Regions from separate parts of the Mus musculus genome. Here regions 1 and 3 are each linked to region 2. The links are chromatin contacts, called in public HiChIP or PLAC-seq maps. All regions are on one chromosome and are shown on one strand. The core of a region is the stretch at or near the end of the contact, and the rest is flanking DNA. Distances in the headings are between cores, read along the strand shown.

What was found. HiChIP or PLAC-seq counts read pairs in DNA pulled down with a chosen protein or histone mark.
Region 1: a contact with region 2 is called in an SMC1A HiChIP or PLAC-seq map of large pre-B cells, with 6 times the contacts expected there. The contact joins two enhancer-like sites. A contact is called at or near these places in 1 of 15 datasets of contacts at CTCF or cohesin (large pre-B cells) and 1 of 484 Hi-C or Micro-C datasets (bone marrow-derived macrophages).
Region 3: a contact with region 2 is called in an H3K27ac HiChIP or PLAC-seq map of bone marrow-derived dendritic cells, with 7 times the contacts expected there. The contact joins the promoter of Il7r here to the enhancer-like site in region 2. A contact is called at or near these places in 8 of 39 promoter capture datasets (the 3T3-L1 cell line, the C10 cell line, embryonic stem cells and 3 more), 1 of 15 datasets of contacts at CTCF or cohesin (pro-B cells), 1 of 484 Hi-C or Micro-C datasets (CD4 T cells), 10 of 115 datasets of contacts at active chromatin or transcription factors (the 230-238 cell line, CD8 T cells, the SCID.adh cell line and 6 more) and 2 of 9 other capture datasets (adipose tissue and macrophages).

The regions. Positions count from the first base shown.
Region 1 is chr15:9,490,246-9,493,996 of GRCm38.p6, forward strand. No RefSeq gene overlaps it. Among named protein-coding and RNA genes, the nearest start is that of Il7r, 38 kb to the right of the region's middle. Within about 2 kb of position 2,051, at least 20 of the 459 cell types and tissues checked have an H3K27ac peak or open chromatin away from gene starts, as enhancers often do.
Region 2 is chr15:10,073,319-10,076,647 of GRCm38.p6, forward strand. No RefSeq gene overlaps it. Among named protein-coding and RNA genes, the nearest start is that of Prlr, 100 kb to the right of the region's middle. Within about 2 kb of position 1,828, at least 55 of the 459 cell types and tissues checked have an H3K27ac peak or open chromatin away from gene starts, as enhancers often do. A contact at or near this core is called in the 230-238 cell line, CD8 T cells, bone marrow-derived dendritic cells and 3 more, where this site is marked.
Region 3 is chr15:9,528,235-9,531,695 of GRCm38.p6, forward strand. It overlaps Il7r (interleukin 7 receptor), which reads right to left and starts at 1,642. Exons shown (of 8, transcript NM_008372.4): 1 at 1,427-1,642. The coding sequence starts at 1,508.

The DNA.
Region 1 (3,751 bases), core at 801-3,300, 580 kb before region 2:
AGAGCACTGTGTTTCATGAGGACCAGCATTTGATTTTCAGTACCCACATGGTGGTCTACAATCATCCATAACTCCAGGTCCAGAAGATCTGGCACCATCTTTTGGCTTCCATAGACAGCAGGCACATGTCTTATGCATAGATATATATGTGCAGGTACAAACATTTTTGCACATAAAATAAAAATAAATAAATCTCCAAATTTTGGACTAGATTAAATTTTTATAATTAGTTCCCAGCCCAAAAATTATGCATTCTATACCACTGATTATCAATTTCTACTGAATCCCATTGCAAGAGCACTGATACAATTAGCATTTTTAATGATTTAAAAATATTTTAATTCATTTTGGGTGCCAATGCTTTGCCTGCCTGCACGCCTAGTGCCCACAGAGCCTGGAAAAGGTGTTGGAACGTCTGGAACTGTAGTTACACATGCTTGTGAGCCACCATGTGGGTGCAGATAATCTACCCTGAGTCATCTGAAAGATCTGTCATTGCTCTTAATCCATGAGCAATCTGTCTAGCACCTGTAATTAGTATTTTATCCATTCTTTTGTTCTCTGGAATTATACAAGATACTGAATATTTATTTCTCTATGGCACACTTAAAATAGCAGGCTACATATAAAAATGACACTCTTAACTGGTCATCTAACTTCAAGTGGTGAGCCATGAAACCTTACAGAAATGAGTGAATTAGTCGGATCACTGGGTCGTATTTATAGATTTGTTCATTTATGTGTGTACATATGTAACAAAGACAATTAAAGAAAAAGAAGCCATGTATTTGATAGTAAGCCATAAAGGGAGAGGAACTGGAATGATTGCAGAAGGAAGGCAGGGGACAATCTACACATAGTACATAAATGTAAAATTTAAAGAAAATGATCATAAGTTATTGAACATGATGGCCTATTAATATGAGATAAGAGAATCTTTGTTAAATTATAGAGGTTGATGTTTGTTGACTATGATGTAAAATCAAATTCTATGCTGGTTTAATAGTAAAAACCCAATAAAGGTTTAAAGGAGTAAATAAACACGTGGAAATATTGCAAGTGAAATGCCTTAGGAAGCCTCGACTCTATTTACTCTATTCTTTGGTGTTTCATAAGCAGGAAGTAACTTCAGTTTCCAATGCTGACATAAGTTCATATTTTTAAATCTATTGGTACACTTTAGTAGCTCATAACTGAGAATGGCATTGTCTTAAGTTATTTTAGAATTTTACTGTGTATTTCAAAGCAAAATACTAGTTATTATTGAAATCTATGTTCGCAATTTGACTTTAAGAAAATGTATTACTACCTAGTATAAATTTTACAGTGTATTTATCAATATCATATTACAGCATTTACTGAAATTTTATATAATTAAATTATTGATTTTCCAGTCTCTAAAAGTAATAATAATATTTTCTCTAATAATTCAGTATACTAGCAGCTAAGATTAACATTAAAATACTTTGGAGAATTCTAAATATTTTGATCCAAGGTCTTAAACAACTTACACATTTAGGAGCAAATGTGACAGCAACAGAAATCTTTTTCTGTACTAAGTGATGTATTGCCTTCAGGATGATAAATATTTATCTTAAATAGAAAGATACGGCACAATAATTTACAGTTGAGGAATGTTCCAGATTAACTGAAGTGTTTCAACAGAAATGTTCCTTCAGGTTATTTTCCCAACCTCAGGGGATTTGCCTGTTGTTTGTGTCACATTTTGTTTTTGTCCACATCTTGAGGAGTGTTAATATGTTCCTTGGACTCACCAACTTTTATGCATAACATTTCTTATTTTTTACAGCTGTTACTTCAAGCTATATCAAAATGTCTGCACAAAGGTACACAGTGTTGTAATTCAGAAGTTAAGGTTGACTTTCATGGGGATCTTAAATGAACTAAATTTATCATTAAGCAAAATTAAATGTAGATAATTATCAGAGGAGTGAAACTAGGAAAATTCTTACCCCTTCTCACTCTATAATTTCCCCACTTTTGTGGTCACAGTGGTTAAGAGCACAGCTGGGGAGGGAAATGTTGACCGGGAAGGCAACTGACTCCTTGCACGTGGCTGCCCAGATGCAGTACTTCTCAGGGACGTGGGGCCAGCTCTTTCTGGGCAGCTCAGCTTGTCTTTTTATTTAGAACACTGATGAAAAAACAAAGCAACATTATTTTTTAATGTGTTCATCCATCCTCTCCTTTGGTACTGTGTTTAGCAAGAGACACAAAGTCCTGTAACTGTAGTCCTCAATGCCATAATACTTAAAGTCCAGAGAGGAATCACAGAACAAAGTAATCACAAATTGGTGTGGTACTGACATCAATAAGCCAACTCCTGATCTATAAGGCAATGCCCTTCCAGAGAAGATAGTATCTGAGATGTAATGAAAATGAAGATAGACCAGAAATTACACAAGGAACTTTACACAATAGGCTTCTGAAGATGGACATACCTGATTACAAGAGCATATGCAGAGAACAAAGCGGCTCTGTAGATGTGATTACAGTGAGCATACTGAAATGGAGAGATTATACTCATCTAAGTAAGTTTAATATAACCACATCAGTTCTCAATAGGAGAAGGGAAGAGGGCAACATCCAAAGAAGAAATTATGATAAGGGAAACAGAGGTTGCAAGTATCCATAAGCATGATAGAGGGATGATCTGGACTCTAGAGTCTAGAGACTACTATTTGCATGAGAAATGAGAAAAGCAAGGAATGAATTCTATAGAGAGTCCAGAACAATGCAGTCCAGTGAACACTTGGATCTTTAGCCATTTATAATGTGTTTTGGACATCCAACTCCATGATACATAAGGGAATACATTTGTTTTGTCTGCAAATGACACCCCATTTGCAAAGGAAAACCTAGTTTTGACCATTGGAATCTCCAGATTTCATCTGTGCAGGCTCAAAGCATGCTGCCACAGTCTCTATTAGTCCAGTTCTTCTTTGATCTCATGTGATAATCTGTTGCTAGCATGATATATGTATATATGAGTTTGTGTTTGTATGTATGTTAATTCTTTCTAGATCCTTGTAGAATTTTACCTTTAGTTATTATAATAAAAATGTTCAGATGTAGACAATCTTACATTTAATATAGATCTTTGCAATGTATAATTTGTATCTTACTATTTGAAATTAAGTCTGGTCAGAAGAAAGCCTCCATACAGAAACTTGTATTCTAGAAATTGAGGTTTTCACTAGGTTTTCAGGTACACTCAGATGTCCAGATGATGTACGGAAGAATTCCCACACAAGAGCAAGGGAAATGTGGTATCTTCACGGAAATGACAACTTGGGTCCCCAAATTATTAAATGCCTTTCATGAAAAAGATTTATTTTATAGGTGTGTGTGTGTGTGTGTGTGTGTGTGTGTGTGTGTGTGTGTACATGCCTGTGTGAACTTGTGTGCACTGTGTGCATGTATGAATCTCAGGAGACCAGAAGAGAACAACACATGCCCTGGAACTGGACTTATAGGAAGTTTTGAGCTGCCATTTGGGTGCAGAGAACTGAACTGAGGTCTTCTGCAAGAACAGCAAGTTCTTAAATGCTGAGCAATCTCTCCAGCTCCCACATGAAGTTCTCTCTCTCTCTCTCTCTCTCTCTCTCTCTCTCTCTCTCTCTCTCCATCTTAAGCATTCCTGTACTTCCTGGTCCCTCCTTTACAGAGTCCTTCCCCTGTACCCTCAACTAAAGAACATACATGGGCTGGAACGAGGCTCCCAGCATAT
Region 2 (3,329 bases), core at 578-3,077:
AGAATTTCACCTCAGTCCACTAGAACCTTCCCAAAAGAAAGACTGAAATATTTCTTGTTAATAAAGTGCACAGGCTTGTTCATTAAGGCAGAAAGGAATATGCTAGTGACGAGCCTGAAATGAATTTTATTACACTCACTAAGCAATTCATAAAGCTAAAATAAGTTCCATAAACTTCAAATGTGTCCAGGGCCCAGGACTACCATGAATGGTCCACTTGACTGAAGACTTGAATCTAGAAATGTGGCTACCTTATGATGCAGGGTTTTGATCTTCCTAAAATCAATCACAAATGGAAATCACCGAAGGTATCATTATGACCATGGAGGAGCAAGAAGATGTGTTTATACTTTCGAAGTACCTAAGTGTCAACTCTGTTAAAATGTCCCTTTCCAAGCTGACTTAGCACCAAGCTTGTAAGGGCACACAGGTGACACATTCCTCATTTCCTTCAAGTCCTTCTTGAGTTTCATTTTGCACAATCATTTTATTTTTCAACTTCCATCTGGGCCCATTGGGGGTGGGGCCTTATTCCCATTAGCTTTAGTGTTCTCATAACAAACACAAGCATTTATTCTTCCATCTTGTGCCCTAAATATTTTTTCTGTGCACTAGTTAGAAACCTAAAATATTAGTAGCATTTAAGAATAAAGGTGGCAAACACGTTTGAGTAATAAATAGTAAAAATGTGTTTTGTTTTGTAGTTTCCAAGAGACAATTACATTGCTTTTGAAAATGAATGTAACAAGATTTGTAAACCGTGCCATTTCTATTTTGGCCTTCAACTGAAACTCCCTCTGTGGTCGTCAGTGTACACAAAGTCCTATCGAAAACAGCCCCAAGCAATATACAGAGAACATTTATTCCATTTCCAATGACAGATATTGGTAAAAACAGAGCTAGTAAAAAACAAAAATAACATAAGCTACAATGTACTTTTAACAAAATGTACTCAAGTGGGTCTTTTACCATTTTGTCCTCTATCTTTAAAACATGTATCCTCAATTTGAAATTTCTTTCATTGGTGACGCTCTCACCTACGTAGTAATGGCACTTAATGTTCATAAACACTTAAGATCTTTGTCATCCTATAAGTTGCTAGGACTAATGACAAACCAGTCTCCCAATTATGACAAATATTTGATGCTCTCTGCAAGTATTTTGTATCTAAAGATGTTTTTAAATTAATAAATACTATTCACTTTATTTTCTTTTATCAAATATATGCTGAGTATCTTTTACATCTTCCCAAGCAATTGTATCATTGTGTTTTTCTCCAAAATTTTTATTTTTATATATTTTAAAAATAAGTATATATAATCTCTGAGCATTTCAAAAGATGGTTCAAATTGATTTTTTTTCTACTAGCAGAAGTGGTCAATAAAACATATAGATTTTTCAAAACAACTTCTATAAAGCATAGTTTTGTGAACCTATAATGTGAATTTTTAAAATAATACCTTAAGGTACCAGCTTTCTCTTTCTCAACCAGGGGGCAAAAGACTTCTCAGAAAAACAGCTTTTTCTTTTCTGTCAAGAGAAGGTAAACACAGGGGAAATATTCCAAGGGAAATAAAAAACTGAGGAAGTTTACTAAAAGACCATAATATAAAGATTAAACTTGTTAGAACAAGAGAGGGATTTTTTTTAATGGTAAAATAATTGGGGGGAAATAATCGCCCTTGAGACATCCTTGTCATGCTCTCAGGCTTCAGACAACATGCTCAGGTGTTTCTAGATTTTCGTTCAATCGTAACATGATTGACGCCAGAATAGAGAAGAAACTGAAACCCAAAACAGGATGTGAGAACTGGAGGGAAAGACCACGGAGGAGAAGCGAAAAGGTGGTAGGCAGACCAGAGTGAGGCATGGCAGTGACACTGGGGATGGAGAGCGACTGAAAATGATAAAGACGAGGGAACAGAGGGATCTGAGAAGCAGCTGGAAAACAGATTGGCTTGTAGGTGTCCTTTAGTGTCCTTTGGTCGTTCAACAAAGTCATTTTCTGTCTTCTTTTATTGGACAGACTATACTCTCTCTAGCATAAGAGAATTTTCAACCCATATATAAATGCTTATTCCCACCTCTTATTCCAACTAAATCCTCAGACATCCATTTCTTATCCTCAAAGAGTTAGACATTGATTCGTAAATATACTTCATTTGGGGGAACAAGAAGGGGAAACAAGTAGAAGACTCGAAATTGAAAGTTGAGGTTTTGTCTCAATTTTAAAATCTGAGTTACTTTGGGTTTGTGGCACCCCTCTCTGATCTTTCATTGATTCATATTAAAGTGGAACAGTCTTTGCTCTGTGGTCCATTTCAGCTCTGATATGATGTAACCTGCTACACCGGGTGCAGGGTGTTTTTAATACATGAAAGCTACTGCTATTGATTAATTCATAATAAAATTCCAGGTTTCAAATCCATATCAGCATTGCATGAACTGCGAAGGTGCGAACTCAGGCCTGTGACGTGAAGATTATCCACCCTAGACAGATGGTTGGCATGTTTCCAAACAAGGACATACAGGCCTGCTGGGGTCACCTCAGTGACTACATCAACACGGCAGAGGACAGATCTGCACTGAAATAAGATATGAGCAGAACAGCATCGTCTCTCTCAGCCACAACAGAGCCATCTGTCTTAAATTAACCTAAAGCCTGTTAGCTGAAGCCTAGTTACGCATTGCAAGCTGCTTGGAGAAAACAATTTAAAAAGTCCTTCGGTGGTAGCATCCTGTCACTAAAGAAAGCTTTAATAAGCAGGGTATTCCAGGCAGGTAAAGCTTCCCTTCTTTTGAGCCACATTCACCAAAAGGAAAGATGTTCCAATCTCCCAGCACCCTGCTGAGAACTTTGATGAGGCAGCTGTCAGGGGAGACAGCACTGCTCTGTGATAACACCTATTGTCCACTGTTAGCTCTACAGTTGGGAGTAAGACAAAACTGCAAATGTGTATTGTGCAGCATACATAGCAGCTGGGAGATACACAGAAAATCTCCAAGGCGTAGATTTTAAATAAAACCCAAACAACCTAAATACTCTCTCTTTTCCTTTCATTCTCTGGGTTTTCCTCTTCATAGGAATGGGTGGGATTTTTCCAATCTGTGACTCTCCTGCTCCCAGATATTTCTGAGATGTCAGTGTTCTAAAAAGAAAAAAAAAAAAAAAGAAAAGAAAAGAAAATGTCTCCACACTGGAACTCAGTGGTTGAGTCTGAATGTTAATCCATACATCAACACTGTCCCTGGGATTTTAAAATATAGCTCAGAAAACAGAGAACATGGAAGAAGAGTCCCAGTTCCTCCTGTCACCTATTCCCCATCCT
Region 3 (3,461 bases), core at 392-2,891, 550 kb before region 2:
AACAGCAAGAATTTTTACTTTTTTTTTTTTTTTGTAAGAAATAGCATGGCCAAGAGGGAAGCATAGGGGCAAAGGATTGTACCAAACAGCAGCATGGTTCTCGTGCTTCCTGCCAGCTATTTGCACACATTTAACATGAGATAATGACTCTCCCTCACCAAGTGACTCATGCTCCGTCATGCTGAAGAGTGTGACTCCTCTGATGATTCTCTTCATAAGAACATGCAAGGGTTTTCCATCCTTGCTGATTACAAAGTAAAGTCACACAAATATCTAAGCTTAGGATGCACAACTAAAGGCATTTGACTGAAGAGCTAAACTACAGAGCTAGGCTGATGTGTATTGATACTGTGCATAAAGAAAATACAGATGTATTTGATACAAGCTTATGCAATGTAGCTTTAACTGGTCTGGAACAAAGATGATTTTTCTGTCTCAGCCTCTTAGGCTTCAGGACTACAGGGATGTACTACTGCACCCAGTTTAGGAATGCACATATAGGCCAGCCATGGTGGTGTCTGCCTTTAATCCTAGCACTCAGGAACCAGAGGCAGGATGCACACACACACACACACACACACACACACACACGCACATACACAAAGACACACACACACACATTCCCCTTTTAATGGTGTGTGTGTGTGTGTGTGTGTGTGTGTGTATGAAAACAGTTTAATTAATTTGTAGAAACAAATTGGAGATTCACATTCCATGTAGCTGCTGTGTCTGCCAGAGACGTTTGAGTACAGTCCTGTAATTAAAATGCCTATTTTTAAGAAGTCAAGGTCTAAGTATTTTATGGATTCTGAGGAGAATTATGATGACCATATAATGGATTCTCTGAATATAAAAGCAACCCTGTGTATTTCAAAGAAGACACCTTCCTTAGCATACTACTGAATTATTCATCAGCAATCTAACATGAATCTGCCAAAGCTAAAGTATGTTGAAGAAATACATTATAGAGTAACTTCTAAACTCTAGACACTAGAAATACAGTTTTGGTGAATACACAAACCTCTCGTTTCTGGCCATTAATTTATCATGGGTATCTAGGGTTTTAGAACTCCATAAACAGTCAAAACAACAATGGCTTGATTTTTCAGTCTAATACAGTTTTGGAAGCGATCATCCAAAAAGCTCCAACAAAGAACTGATATGAGGTTTCTTTTTTGAAATTACCAGCATACATCCACATTTATGAGCCAGAATTTGAATGAAACTCAATGCTTCTTGACAGTTCTTGAGAGTTACAAGCCATTTGCAGTATTGTCATCATTCCCTCTGTCCTGGTGATTAATACCCACAAAACAACCTAATTAGTGCTAAATTCTTGCTTGCCCTGTTAGAGAACTGTGTAACTTGATCATATATGCTACAGGTAATCTGAAATCCTTTAAAAAAGGAGTTAGAAATGACTCACCATCCTGGGCATTTCCACTTTCTCCAGAAACAGCTTGAATTAAGCAGAAAACTATAGCGAAAGCTCTACCCAGAGCCATCATTCTGAGAGAGAGAGAGAGAGAGAGAGAGAGAGAGAGAGAGAGAGAGAAAGAATAGAGAAGAAGCACGCTTGTATGTGCAAGTGAATGAGAGAGAGGGAGACCCAAACCAGCTCTGTGCCTGCTAAACCACAGACAGGGAACTATGAACATCACAGAAGAAGGCAAGTGCCAGAAACAGGAAGTCTGAGCAAAAGGATTGCTGCTGTAAGCAGAGGTAGAGAAAACGGAGAGGTAGAGTGTGACTTTTTTTTTTCCTGCATCTTGGTATTCCCTGAAGCTCCTGAACTTAACTGCTTACTTTTGAGCAAGGTGGTAGACTTCAAGTGATGCTTCAGATGATCTCAGGGTCCAATGTAACAGGATCACAAGGCCAAAATCCACACTTACGATGCTCCTCAGTTGGTTGGGGATGCTCTTGTTTTAGGAATAATGATGCTAGGATAGAGTTGTCCCACTTAGGGCTGAACCCTCAATGGTCACGCCCAGTTCTCTGCTCTCTGAGAGAGAAGTGAGAAAAGAGCTTCTCTAATGAGAGGCAAGGCTGCACTATTCTATGGGTATAAGGACAAATGTCTAGAAGACAGTTTGATACTCTGTCTTTTAAACAAACAATAGTCCTGTGTTTTCCCCTATGCTCTAAGACCTCCCTGGCACGGGTTCGTGGTCAGATTTATAGTACCAGCCATGAAACACTCCCCTCAAGAACTCAGGGAACACCATGGAGGAGAGAAGGAAAGATCAGAAGAGGCAGGAGCCAAAGAGAAATACAGTGAAATTATCTATTATAAAAATAATAGGATCTTTGTGTTCATAATTTCACAGAAGCTATGGTTGTGACACAAGACTGGCATGAGATCACACCAATCCACATTCCAATATGGACAGAGCAGGTGTTCAAGAGGCCACATCCCTAGCTGAGGCCCTCCTGGCAGGTTGACAAATACCAGGCGATTAAGAGTTAGTTTTCTTTAAAAGTGTGTCCCATGGTAGGTTGCTCAAGCTCTAGTGGGCAGTTATACACTCATGAGCACAAGAGCTGAACTAAGTAGGTTCTGTGGATCCTTTTCTTAAATCATTTTAAGAATTGATTAAGTTATTTATTTATCCTAAATTCTGACTGCAGCGCCCCCCCCCCCATCCTTTGCTCCCAATCCCTCTTTCTCCCTTCCCTCCAACCTTCTCTAACATTCTTCCATTTCTCCACAGAAAAGGGGAGGCCTCCCTTGGATATCAACCAGCCTTGACATATCAAGCTGCAGTAAGACTAGGCACATCTTCTTCTCTCGAGACTAGAAAAGGCAGCCCAGTTAGCAGAAAGGCTTCCAAAGGCAGGCAATGTAGTCAGAGACAGCCCTGGCTTCGGTTTTAGGAGTCCCACATGAAGACCCAGCTGCACAACTGTTACATATGTGCAGAGGGTCTAGGCTTGTCTTGTGCATGATTTCTGGTTGAAAGTTTAGTCTATATGAAAACCTATGTGCCCAGGTTAGTTGATTCCGTAGTATTTCTCAATGTGACCATGACCCCTCTGGGCATCTTCAATCCATCCTCACTCTCTTCCATAGGATTCCCCAAGTTCCACTTAACGTTTGGCTGTGGGTCACTGCATTTGTTTCCATCAATGCTAGGTGAAACCTCTCAGATGATAGCTATGCTAGGCTCCTGTCTGCATGTATAGGAGAATATTATTAAGAGTGTCGGAGTGGGCTCCCTCTCATGGCATAGGTGTCAAGCTGGGCCAGTCATTGGTTTGCCCTTCTCTCTAATTCTGTTTCATCTTTTATGCCCGCACATCTTGTAGGTAGGACAAACTATGAGCTAAAGATTTTGTGAGTGGGTTGGTGTCCCAGTTCCTCCATTGGAAGTCTTTTCTGGTTACAGGAGATGGGCATCTCTGGGACTAGCTAGAAACAAGGGCAATGAAAACTCCCAGGAGTCTATGAGGGTGACCCT